Linked DNA regions of Macaca mulatta: region 1 is linked to region 2. The links are chromatin contacts, called in public Hi-C maps. All regions are on one chromosome and are shown on one strand. The core of a region is the stretch at or near the end of the contact, and the rest is flanking DNA. Distances in the headings are between cores, read along the strand shown. Region 1 holds the start of TCF4 (transcription factor 4). Region 2 has its middle 280 kb from the start of TCF4.

Region 1 (6,704 bases), core at 35-2,534, 280 kb after region 2:
AATAAAAGATCCCCGAAATCGATCTGAACTCTGTTATTGCCACAAACTTTTATCAGAAAAATGGAGATTAGGATGTTCCCACTGCCAGATGGTATAGGAATATGGTTGAATGTGGACTATGATCACAGACGGGTTTCAACGGTGGGCTCTGTCACTCAATATAGTTGTGTGACAGTTAGGCAAGTTTGTACCACTTAGAAAACTTCTTCCCTGGGTCAAGCAACCCAATTTTACTTGCTTCTGTTGCCCAATATACAAAATAGGGTAGTAACACACACTCCATAGGGTTATTCTTAGGCTTAAAGTAACCAATATTTGTGAAATTATAAGAACAGTGTTTGGCACATAGTAAACATATTATATGTGTTACCTGTCGTTATTGTTACTTGCTTTTCTGTTGCAAGGACTAAAAGCTATTCTTCTGGAGTAGGGAAATTTCCATTTAAAATTCCACTGGCTAGGTTAGAGGTTTCAGTTGATTTAGCAATGAATTAGCCATGGAAAGGAATTATTCCTTTCACGGTGGCTTCATCTTTATCGGTATCCACTACAAAATTCATAAAGTGGGCATTATGTGCTTTTCACAGACCAGAAAACTGGCTAGAGAAGGTAACTGCTTGGCCACAAGCAGTTAGTTGAGCCAGTCGTGGCTAATGGTACAAACTACATTTGAGTCTACAAAGCAACAGATGAAAGTCTTCTCCAAGTGAAGACTTTCTGGACTTAGAAAGTCCTCACAATTCCATGGACCTGTAAGAAGATAGGGTGGAGTTCATCCCTCTTTCAGCCTAGGACCAACTTGGCTCAGAGGCCTTTTCCCATACCACCCAAGGCTCCCTGAGAAATCCGGCTCCACAAAGTGAGAGAATCCGGGGTAGGGCTTGCTGTGAGGAAGGTCGGCCCAGTCCTTCCCGAGCCTTCCTCAGGGAGACCTGGGGGGATCTCACTTCCCTGCAGAAGTCTGTGGAGTTTAATTTGTAGATTTATGCCGAAACTACACTTTTGTGTTAAAGAGCAAGGACGGCCAAGAAGCGGCAACACGAATAAGAGCGCAGGGAAATGGGGCCTGCGAACGACCTCGGCCTCGGGAACTCCCGCAGTGCCGCCCCACGCGCGACGCCCACCCGAGGACAGCCACCCGCCTCCGCTCCTGGAGGAGGCGTGGTCGACGCGTACCGCCATCTTGGACGCCTTTCTAGGAGCTCTGTTTACCACTCTATGGTCGCCCGCTCCCGCCCCGCCCCTTCCCAGTCATTGTCTGGAGGAGCAGCCGCGGCCGCAGCTCCTTCTCTTTATAAGCCCGCAGTTCCCGGATGTGAATGGATTACAATGTATCTTTCAGGGAAACCTATTATTATCAATGTGACTCCACGGGGGAGTCCATGGTGATGATGATGAGGAGGAGGATGATGATGATGAGACACCTCTAAACTTGGAACAAGTTTAATACTTGAGAGAAGAAGAAAAAAAATCACCAACAAGATTTGTTTGAGGAAAAATTATAACTATCCTGTGTTGATTTTTGTTTTTTATAAACAATAAGAAAAAGTTGTTGGATTTTTTTTTTAATGATTTCTTTTTTGGGGGAGGGAATTTTGTTGCAGTTTTATGGTGGAAAATGCAAAAACCAGAGCCAGGTGCATAATCTTGTAATCTGTGGATATCCCTGGAGCAGGACTGAGTACCAGTTAAAATACTTTTTGGGGATACACATGTGAGATACTAAGTACTTGCAGAAGATTTTTGTCTATCTTTTTAAAGTCTCTTTCCTTGGAATATTGTGAGAATATTTGTGGCCATTTAAGGTAACGTTTCAATTTGCCGTCAGAGTAAACTGTTTGTAATTGAATTTAATTTTTAAAATGTCGATCCCGATGTTTTATTAAAACAAAAGGGACAACCTATTAAATAATTGCCAATGGGAAAAAGTGTGTGCATGCATTTTGTGTATGTACTCGCACATCTAGCAATACCAGGGTTTGTAGAATGTGTTTTTTTTTTTTTTTTTTTTTTTTTTCCAAACACACGTTAAAATAGCGTATGTTGCATATACCGGATAAAGCACGCTTGTTATTACAAAACGATAGAATTATGAAGCTTAAATTTTATCCTAAAAAGTGATGTGAAAAAGTATGTTTTAAGAGCATGAAGGGCCTATAATGGTAAATGTTGAATTAAAAACTTACAGTGTTGGCGAACAGGGACTTAGCGTGCCTAGGAACTCAAGTGCAAAAACAAAACAACATCCACCCCCAAAAATTGTCCTTTTTTTTTTTTTCCCCCGAAGTTTGCAGTTATACTATTCTGTGACTTAAAAGGGAGGGGAAAGAAAGTGTGCAATTCAGATTTCGCCCCCAACGCAAAACTACCGAAACGAAAATCTCCCCAGGAAAATGTGGCTTGATTTATAGACGAAAAAGAAAAATATTGTTCCTCTTGGCAAAGTCTTTTTGCATCACGTGTATTTGCAGCCTAGTATAAACTTGCTTTGCCGTGTGTGGATGTGTGAGTGAGAGGGAACGAGAGTAAGAGAAAGAAAGAAGTGAAGGGATGTAAACTCGAATAAATTTCAAAGTGCCTCCGAGGGATGCAACGGGCAAAAACTGAACTGTTCAGGCTTCAGATTGTAACTGACGATCTGAGGAAAAATGAGGTGCTCGATGAATTTTCGTTTGTATTTTTTGGCGAGGCGGGGGAGGTGTTGAGATTTTTTTTTTTTTTTCCCTTGGGGTGGGTGCGAGGGGGATGCATCCTAGCCTGCCCGACCCGGAGCAAGTCGCGTCTCCCCGCCGGAGCCCCCCCACCCATTTCTTTGCTGAACTTGCAATTCCGTGCGCCTCGGCGTGTTTCCCCCTCCCCCCTTCCCTCCGTCCCCTCCCCTCCCCGGAGAAGAGAGTTGGTGTTAAGAGTCAGGGATCTTGGCTGTGTGTCTGCGGATCTGTAGTGGCGGCGGCGGCGGCGGCGGCGGCGGGGAGGCAGCAGGCGCGGGAGCGGGCGCAGGAGCAGGCGGCGGCGGTGGCGGCGGCGGTTAGACATGAACGCCGCCTCGGCGCCGGCGGTGCACGGAGAGCCCCTTCTCGCGCGCGGGCGGTAGGTACCGGCGCCGGCGGGGCTCGGCGGGGCGGAGGCGCCCGGCGGCGCGGGGCTCGGGCTCGGCGGCCCCGCACGCGGCTCCGCGCCTCCCGCGCCGCGGGCTCCCGGCGCCCGGCGCTCCCAGAAGAGACACCCCTTCCCCTCCCGCCGCTTCCCTCCCCCTCGCCGCCAGCCCCCCCGCCCCTCCCCGCGATGCCCCCTCGGAGGGACCGAGGACTTTGCCAGGGGCCTGACTTTAATTTTTATAACCCCTTTCTTTCACAAATTAGGGTGCTGGACAATTACAGGACCCGACCCTCCACTCCACTCCCCCCAACCCTGTCACCCCACCCCTCCCCCTTTGGACGTGTTTTCACTCCAGAGACGCTCATCTTTAATTTCTTGATAGCTACTTTGAAAAGCGGAGGGGAGTGGTGTGTGCGAGTGTGTGTGCGTGTGCGTGTGCGAGTGTGAGTGTGCGAGGGGGGTGGGGTGCAGGGTGGGGGGAAAGTTGAGACCGGATCGTTCTCAGTAGTTTCTCTTTTCTCTGTGATCCATTCATTTCTCGCTCTACCTCCTGTTGCATAAAATGATGCGCTGAAGAGCGGCTTTTTTTTTTTTTTTTTTTTCTCTTTCCCGGATTTGGTTTTACAGTGGATGTTACCAGTTTGATCGTCTCTTTGGAAATACAATATCGCTTTTTTTTTTTTTTTTTTTTTTTTTGCTATTGCTGCCTATTCCATCTTAAAAAAACAAAACCAAACCCAACCCAACAACAAGTCTCCCATCCCTTCCTCCTTTCCACCTTAATCCCACCCGCCCCCACGTCCCTACCCCCAACCCCCCAGTCTCCAAAAATCCGATTGTGTTTTCTCCAAGGATTGGGACTGGATTTTCTGATTGCGGTTATTTCCATGTTTCTAGGTTTGTGTGATTTTGCTAAAATGCATCACCAACAGCGAATGGCTGCCTTAGGGACGGACAAAGAGCTGAGTGATTTACTGGATTTCAGTGCGGTAAGAAAGAACGGTGGAAACTAACAACAGCTGTGAAAAAAACAAAACAAAAACCCAAACACTTCAGCTAGAAACCAGTAGGAATCCAAAGGACAGTAATAATTTTTAATTGGCTGAATCCTTGGTAAATATGAAGGTCTTTTTGACAAGTTTTTAACTATAATTTGGGGTGTGATGGAAGATTCAGGCTTTTTGTTTTTTTGAGTTTTATTACCGGCCTTCAATTCCCGACCCACTGATTACCCCAAATAATGGAATCTCACCCCAGTGGAAAGCAAAAATAGACACCCCTAAAACTGTAAACCACCCCTAAAAGTTGGCCATGTCTGAACATTGAGACTGCTTATACTTTGCACACTATTCTTCCTTTTATTTATTGTTTTTGGAAATGGCAAATAGAAAATAGGAGACCCAGTTGTCTCTTTAAAGTTTTAAGCTGATGATGCTTTGGATTAGTAGGACCTGTTAGTTACATCTTACCTCCTAGTTACATCTTTTCCTAGAATTCTTAAAACTAGTGTGGATATGCTGAGCATACGTTCTTTAGAACCTTTTGGACTGTTTTGGTAAATTTCGTAGTCGTGGCATCAGCACAAAGCGGAACTTAACACACTTGTGGAGTTTTACGGCTGTACTTGGTCCTTCTCCATCCCTCTGCTTCCCTTTCCTAAACCAAGTCCCAGACATGTCAGGAGAATGAATTCATTTTTAATGCCAGATGAGTTTGGTGTAAGATGCATTTGTAAAGCAAAATAAAAAGAATCCACAAAACACACAAATAAAATCCAAACCGCCTTCCAAGTGGGGCTCTTTCCTGCTGCTGCTGCTGCTGCTGCTGCTGCTGCTGCTGCTGCTCCTCCTCCTCCTCCTTCTCCTCCTCCTCCTCCTCTTCTAGACCTTCTTTTGGAGAAATGGCTTTCGGAAGTTTTGCCAGGAGACGTAGCCCTAGGCAGGCAGCTTTGCAGCCCCCTTTCTGCTTGTTGCACTTTCTCCATTCGTTCCTTTGCTTTTTGCAGGCTCTGACTCAGGGAAGGTGTGCATTATCCACTAGATACGTCGAAGAAGAGGGAAACCAATTAGGGTCGAAATAAATGCTGGAGAGAGAGGGAGTGAAAGAGAGAGTGAGAGTGAGAGAGAGAGAGAGTTTTGCTTCCAATTGCTCTCCTGTTAGAGACGAAATGAGAATTTAGTGCAGGTGGCACTTTTATTTTTATTTGGGTTCACGTATGACAGGCAAATCCTATACGAGATGGAAATGGACATTGCCACGTTTATGGCCAAGGTTTCCAATATAAAACAAACAACTTTCTTCTTCTTCTTCGTGAAACTAGTATTTTTCTAGAGAGGCTGCTGGCCTCCAACCTGAATCTTGATAGCATTATGGGGACTCTGTTTGTTCCAAATGTAGTAGTTCTGCTTGGCCATCTAATGAACCTGAGGAAAAAGAAAGAACAGAGTGATAATGGGGGCTGGGGGTGGGATTTGGAATGTTGTTTCTCTCTTAGTTTTAAGTTGGATGGTGATGTATTTTACTAAATAAACCCTTAGCATAAACTCTAAGCTGTTTGGTAACAGTATGAAAGATCTTTGAGGAGCTCTGAAGGCACAAATGTCTTATTTTCAACTGTAATATTTCTTTGTTTCTTTTAGATGTTTTCACCTCCTGTAAGCAGTGGGAAAAATGGACCAACTTCTTTGGCAAGTGGACATTTTACTGGCTCAAGTATGTAAATTCTTTTCTTAGTGTGAAGTTAAATGTTTTTGGCTGTTTATTTACTCAATTATATGTTTTTGGCTCTGTTGAAGTGTTCTGAAAAAGTCATTGAATTTTAGCCTATAATGATATGGTTATTGCATTACCCATCAGTGGTATATCTTACACAAAATGTTATCTTGTGCAATTAAAATTAGGTCTTTTTTTTTAAGTCAAGGAAACTCTTTCAAAATTCCATCACTTAATTTAAAAGCAATTTTCTAATACAGTTGTAATCAAACACATAAAGATAAGACCAGTGTTAACATGGGGAATAAATTAATGTTTCCTATTTGAAAATAAGGGGAAAAAATCTCTAACATTCATAAAATGGGAAAATCCCTTGTAAATAATATCATTTATTAGGTACTGTATACAATTAACCCTTTTAAAGAAATGAACACTTAGTTCTGCAAATGAATGCTATGTAGTAAACCATAGCTGTAAATAGCCTCTTGCTAATCTTAGAGGCTAAATATGAATTCATTTATATTTAAGATGCCCTTATTGATACTTTAGCTGTTTCTTTTCCCTAATGATTTGCTTGTGCAATGAATTTTTACTGTATTTAAAGTTGCAAATCTGGAAGGACTTTTACGTTTTATAAATGAAAGATCTTTGGGTGGTGCTTAAAAAAGACGCTAGCACTATTCACAAAGGAATCTGTGTGCACAGTGATTATCTGGCATCTAAGGAGGGGTTTATTACAGGGCTTTTTGAATATCTCTTATTAAAAGTGCAGAGTGAAAATATACATTTAAAATGTATTTTTTTTTAATCCAATGAATTTCAAATAAGAAAAAGTTATACATCGTTGCCTGCTGTCCTTTAAGTCCGAGGCTTAAATCCATTTATGCTTGGTA
Region 2 (7,033 bases), core at 2,515-5,014:
GATTGTTTCAAAATCCTTTGTGTCTATGATAATAACTTTCATTTCAAAACTGGAGTTTATAATATTTAATTACGGTTAAATTGGAATTATAGACTGTTGCAGTCTTTCATTTGTTCTTATAAACATATGTACTTTTTATTTGTATTAAATATTTCCCATATCTTCCAGAGAACACAGTGCTGTTAAAGCAGCTTCCTTTGATCAGGTGGTATGGTGGGGAATATCTTTCTACAAATTCTGTAAATGCAAGGAAAAATAAATGAAAGAAAAAAAATCTCTGTTTGATCACAAGTGTTTTACCTTTGAGAATTACTCTCTGGCCTTATAAAGTGACCTGTTCTATATGTAGCTGCTTTTTTGTTATTGTCTCACCCTAAATTCATTTTAAAATGCCAATTTCCATAATAATTTAATGCAGCTGTTAAGACATCCTCTTTCTTTTGATCATTGTTATTAATGATGTGCCATAATATATGCAAGGCTAGCAATCCTAGCTACTCTTCCTTACACAGACCATTGTGTATTCGCTTCGAGAACCTGTCCTCCTGCCCTGTTCTTCCAGCCTCAGCCAGCATCAGCCTCTCGCAACCTTTGAGGAGGCTCATCTGCTGATGGAAGCTCATTTCAGAGTTATTAGTCCAGGACTTGGGAACTATGTGGGCCGTTCTTCTGTGGTATACACAGTCGGAAAAGAAATTGTTCTTCACGATTCTCCAGAGAAGCAGCTTGGCCTGAATTTTAGTCTGCTCTTTGCTGTGGAATTGTTTATGGCAGAATCTTAATGCTACCTTTTGGTAACTGTTATTCCCCTCGATGTTTTGAAATTGCTGCTTCATAAATGTATTTTCCTTCCCAAAGTCAAAATCAATTGGTAGAACCCTTAAAGTTCTAAAAGAAAAAGAAAAAGGTATTAACCATAAATAAAATGAGACAATATAGGGTCAGAGATAAAACGTTTGATTATAAGCAAGTTTGTGGGGAAAAAAGTACTGTACAGATTTGTATATAATACTAGGAAATTAGCATCACCGCTAAAACCTTATTCCTCCCATATTTTTCAAATTTGTAAAAAAGTTTGAAATCCATAATCATTTTTGTGATTTTAATACCTCCTTCAGCAGATGCTCACTCAAGAGGGCTTCTTTGATTTCTAAAGTTTTGGGTTCTTTTTTGTTGTTGTTGTTGTTGTTTTTAAAACAAAAAAAAATCTGTTCTTTGAATGAATCGAGTTTTGTAATAGGTCAATATAGAAAAGTATTGTATCTTGGGGAATACAGTTGTTGACATTGTAGTTACTTGAAAGTTTACAAACATACTTATATGGTTTTCATTTGAAGGTTTCTTCTTGACTTTTAGTTGATTATTTGATTTAGTGCACTCAGATGATCTTTGGAAAAGGCTTGTTATTTGGGAAGACTTTCTCAATGAGCTAAAAGGCTGTATACTCCACAGTGAATTCTGATGAGGAATATACTAAAGAATTTTAGGCTCTGAAATAAGAAAGTTCTTGGAATTGTTTTTTTCCGGTAAAAAACAGTCCAAAAATTGTGTCATGTTTTAATCGAAAAGCATTGAGATAAACGACATAAGGTAAATGTCTCTGTAGCAGCCAAAACATTATCTTAGTTCTTGATTTACGAAATATTAATGTCATTTTTGTGGCAGGAAACCTTTTTTGCTTTAAGCATCTCTTTAGAAAAAGAATGTCAGAAAACAGAAAATGTTAACTGTGTTGTGGAAGTGTTTTTAAAGGAGCATATCAGCCAGGTCTTTGAACTTCTGTTTCTGCCATAAGTCAGACCAGGACACAGAGGTAGGTTGGCGAGGCTTTGGAAACTGTGCAGAAGGTCACTGCTGATCTCATTCCTTTATGGCGTTCTTTATTTAACAATGACATTAACTGCAAGCGAATTGCATGAAGATAAATAAGTTCATAAAGGAAACTAGGGGAAAGGAAGGGGTATGAATGAAGCTAAGATTTTCAGGAGAATGATGATCAGAGGGAGATGGTAATGAGATCAGAACAGAGACCTGCAATTAGAAAACCTTCTCTCCTTCTTCTTATTTTCATGTGGACGTTTCAACTGGTCTCATTTCCTTCGCATTGAGGATAGGTATAACAATCAGGAATATCAGATGACATAGTGGGTGATTTCTGGCCTTGACTTCCACAGTTGCTGTCATGGGAAATAAGGAAAGGAAACCAATGTATTATCTAGGAGCATTTTTTGTCAAAGAATAACTTGCATTATTGGTGATATTTACTATTGAATGAAGTTATTTAAAAAACATTTCTGACTGAAAGAGTAAAAACATGAATGAGATTCTTTCCAAGTACTTTGTAATTCCTTAAAAAGAAATTGCCCCACTTCATAATCATGGAAGTCCTACATCAACAATGCTTAGCTCCAGGAGTGACAACCCAGGTGAAGTCAATTTTCCATCCCAATACTAAATAAAGTAAGCAGGAAAATGAACATTTTACAGTTAAGATCGAGAGTAGCTTCCCAAAGTAGAAATGAGTTACCGGCTTCAAGCACGTGGCAAATCACAGCAAAACCTTAGGATTGCATGTCAAGATTAACCTTGAGTCTGGCTGTAGGCAATTTTATTCTAATATTCTTCCACCCTGCTGTCTCACTCCTGAAGTCAGTAGCTCACACATACACACACAGAGACACACATACTGTCACACACACGTGTGTATAGTTATGTTCATGTAAATGTATATGTTTAGGTATACATACACGCTGTGGACATGAAAGTGTTACATGCATTTAATTTAAATAATAATGCCCCTGTCATTCTTTCCTGGGGTTTGATGACTGGCTAATAGCAAATGAGGGGCTTTGCACGACTAATTCCAGGATTTTGTTAGTCTCTAGGATATGCCTTTCCCTGAGATTTTCACTACCATTATTAACAAAAATGTAAAGTCCAACGTCTTCAAGTCCAAAGGGCACAGATTAATTTTTTAAGAAGTGTAGTTTCAAATGGGACTCTTCCAACCTCTTGATGACTCTTTCCAATGAAATGGTATAGATTCCCTCTCAGGAGATGAATCAATTTGTAATTATTGTTACTACCTATTTTTCTTAAACTGCTATGAATCAAGGTAGTGAGCAAAGCCTTACATGTAAAAGTTTCCTTTTCTCCGTTTTCTTCCCCAAGTTCCCAAAGCAAAGGAATGGCACATGAATGGAAAAAAAAAATTTCATGCTGCAATTTTTTTTTTAATTGCTATATGGGCAAAACAGGTGCTGAAATGTGAAATCCTTTGGAGGAATTTCCTCAGGAGAACAAATGAGTACTAACACTACCTTAAAGTGAAACTGGCTTTAATGCGGAATGTCATACAAACGCAGTACCTATTGACAGATGATCCATAGATGACTGTCCCAAAAAGACCCAAAAAAATAAATAAATAAATAATAAAAGTATACTGTCACTTTAAGAAAAAATAAACTAAAATATGAACTACCAAAAACCCTGCCATTTCCAGCCTGGGCTTGATTAATGATTTTTCTATCTAATAAAAGGTTCACAAACCATCTGTTTTTCTCCCTAATGCCTTGCCCAAAGGTTTTTCGTTCCTATTTCAGGCTCGGGGCCAACTGACATTCCACTCTTTTTTTTTCCCAGCCTTGTAAACAAACCCTTCTCTCTTTTTAATCTTCCAGTGCTGTTTCCTACCCATCGTTATGCATATTCATTGCGAGTAAACATTTTTAGTGTCTACACTTAATCTCTTCCACTGGCAATTACTGTTCTATGCTGTTTTGTAATGCAGAAGGGCCAACGCTTTCCGTTCTAATAACAGCTGGGCCGCAGATGGGGCCTGCAGTCATTGTAGAAAATAAAAATTTACAAGATGCCAGTGGAATTTATTTCAGTTTTATGGAGTCACAGGAGGAACCTTTCTGTTATCCGCCTTCAGTGAAATCTGCAGGCACAAGGCAAGCTTTTGACATTTAATCAAAGGGGGGTTCAGGTAGGGTCTGGAACAACGCAAGGAAGAAAGCAGGTGGATCGTATTAGGCAGTGCCATGGTTAATTTATTTAGAAGTGATTGGCTTAGATGTGTGCAGCCAATATTTGACATCATGTATATATCTTGTTTAGCATCCTGCCTCTAAATTGTTACCACTGGAGAGACAGTGAGCTGTCGCTGTGGACCGAACCAGGTGTTTGGTGGGGTTGCTACTTAGAGGTGCTGATGGAGATGGCACTGTACTCACCAAAGACGAAGCGTTTTGTGTGGTTTCTAAAAGTTGACTCATTTTTACTTCACCGCATCGTTCTCTGAACTACTGTACGTGCTTCTTCAGCAGAACCCCAGAGCTTGCGGATGGGCTTTTGAATACGGGCTGCAACCTTTAATTTAACAATGTGGTTTAACTGGAAATTTTCTGTTATACGACTCGAGTATGTGAAAATGGATTTATCTGCGAAGCTTAAATTTCCGATGTGCGCTGTTACGCTGATCCAGGGTGGGATCAGAACGGTGCCGTGACATACTGAGCCGCCGGAGCTTGGTGGTTAAGAGCTAACTACGACTCCCAAAATGAAAAATAAATGGTCACACACACACTATAAAACTGCAACCCAATTCACACACGATGCCGTTTCTGGAAGGATTCGCTGTGGTTCTTGAACCCACCCTGTTTGATCCTCCACTCTGTATCCCTTCCTCACCCCCACACCTTTCCCCCCAAGTGCGGAAAGGGAATCCAGGAAACCCACCAAGGGCATCCCATAATTAAGTAAGTAAATGCACATGGCTTTCTAGACTGGATGAAACCTATGCCAAAGGTGCTTATGTTTTCACATTTGGGGCCCTCTTTTGCCACACACCTTCAGCCGGTTGCCTAGCAACCAGGAGAGACCCACTGAGCATGCTCACTGAGGAGCCTAATTGCTATCACAATTTACTTTTGTTGTTGTTGTTTTTTTTTTAGGCCCATTAACCAAAATAGGATGCTTTCCTTTTTGAAGGACAAGTAAGGTCTGCATGAATTTCAAAGGCAAGAGAGTATATTTCGATACCAAAACAATTCAATGCAATCCCAGGTATGCAGGCGGGTACAGATAACAAACATAAAAATTGGAGCAGATTGACATTAAATAAAGTATAAATTCCCATTTATTCAGATTTTTATAGACTCATTTCTTTTATTCTCTTTATCTTTTCTAATTGTGGCTTTTTTTTTTCCCCTAAGAAAGTCATTAAGAGGGAAAAGCGGAATTTAATGTCGTATGATCAAGTACATTAAGAAACTTTATTAAAGAATTTACATTGATAGATAGCATTTTTTCTTCCATCCCTTCCTTTCCTTCCTTTCTTTCTTCCTTTTTTTTTCTTTTTGAAAAATTTCCTGGTGGTTCCAAGTCTGTGGCTACGATTTAACTCCCTTAATCTTTTCACAAAGGGCAAGAAATAATTTTGTGTATCTCAGAGAGAAAGGCAGTTTTTTCCTAACTTCAAGAAAAAAACACATTTTATGTTAGGTTCATCTAATCTATTCATTTGTTGAAATCTTATTACAGTTGCATGATTTTTTCCAATTTCTAAGTTGGTATATAAAATAAAATATGCTTGGAACACTGTCTATTTAACTAGCTTAATTACTAAACGGAATGCCCTTTCACAGGAAATGTTATACATGGTTCAAAACTACATTTCCAGGGCGTTTCCCTATTTCTTTTCAAATTTGCTAACTCATTTGGGAAAATTAACTCTTGCTCTTTTTAACTCTATATATTTTATACAAACTACCTTACATTGCATGAATCTAGGATTTCTAATATGGGCACTGGCTTTTTAACTAAGTCCATGACGCGTCTCCTGTCCAGCTAGTCCTGTGGAACCAAATGTTATGCAATTATTGGTATTAAATGGCTTTGACGGTGGGAAAGGCTGTCAGGATAAAGCTCTCCCACCCTCCTTTGGGAACTTAACAGGTATCAGCAAGGAATGAAGATGAAAGAAGCTCCCGAGGTGAGGTATGGCAGTATTCTTATCTAAGCCTTAGATACAGAACAACCCTCACCTCCTACTCCAGCCTCCCCCTCTCTCCCAACCCCTCCCAACTTTTTATTTGCCTTCAGCGGCCAAAGCATTCTGGGAAGAAAATGTTGTTCTGGCTGTGCTACTGGTGTCAGTGTCAGAAGAGCACAGAGCTAACTCACAATGCACTGGTACTGTTTCCCTCAGAACAAACTGGTGTGTGTGGTGTGTGTGTGTTTTCGCAAACAATAGTTCTTGTTATGTGTGAGCCAGTAGTTTTACCATTCCCTCAGAGACAGCCAGCAGAGGGAGCAAATTTAGTACACAGCAGTATTCCCTAATGTCCTAGCATTGGTAAGAATTCTGGAGGACATACTATATAAGAAATTAATAAAATCAAATGATTTCATTTCGTTGTGATTAACCCTGTTATGCAGAGAAGCACGTCGAGCGATGCAGGGTAATGAAGAAGTAAACGAGGCTAATTCGCTCAGTCAGAAGACCTCGGCTTGGTGGTTGTGAATACGATGATATAGCTGGTAAAATGGCACTTGTTTCCTTTTTCCTTCCAAAAAACTACTAACAAAAAAATTTTAAAAAACACATACAGATACACACAATATGTGTGTGTTTTTAATTCCATGGCTGGAAATACTTATGTTCCATTTATATAGTTTCACATATGTTCTTTAATATGTGAATATATATATATATATATATATATGTATATATTCCTTAGGGAAATCTTTCTTCAATTTCATTCATGTTGACAATTTCATTCTCTTTCCTCTCTCTGTCCTCTGTTTCATTGGTCTCTCTCTCTCTCTCACACACACACACACACACACACACACACACGACTCTGCAACAGTTTTAGTCCTCATTGCTTTGGAGCTACTCTAATGTTTTGAGAGGAAAGTAATTTTTCAATTTCTGTTTTACCCCAAACCCAACAGGTGACTGGCCTAAAGGGACTTTGTTCCCCATCCCCTGCTTAATGCTGCTGGCTCACCATAGCTCTAGTGA

Evidence for each region. Hi-C and Micro-C count contacts between places; a contact is called where the count stands out from the background.
Region 1: a contact with region 2 is called in a Hi-C map of fetal cortex germinal zone, with 4 times the contacts expected there. The contact joins the promoter of TCF4 here to the enhancer-like site in region 2. A contact is called at or near these places in 2 of 14 Hi-C or Micro-C datasets (fetal cortex germinal zone and fetal cortical plate).

Annotation. Positions count from the first base shown.
Region 1 is chr18:25,401,059-25,407,762 of T2T-MMU8v2.0, forward strand. TCF4 (transcription factor 4) reads left to right here and starts at 1,285. Exons shown (of 20, transcript XM_077975076.1): 1 at 1,285-1,805; 2 at 3,997-4,088; 3 at 5,739-5,811. The coding sequence starts at 4,017.
Region 2 is chr18:25,120,442-25,127,474 of T2T-MMU8v2.0, forward strand. No RefSeq gene overlaps it. Among named protein-coding and RNA genes, the nearest start is that of TCF4, 280 kb to the right of the region's middle. Within about 2 kb of position 3,765, at least 8 of the 40 cell types and tissues checked have an H3K27ac peak or open chromatin away from gene starts, as enhancers often do. A contact at or near this core is called in fetal cortex germinal zone, where this site is marked.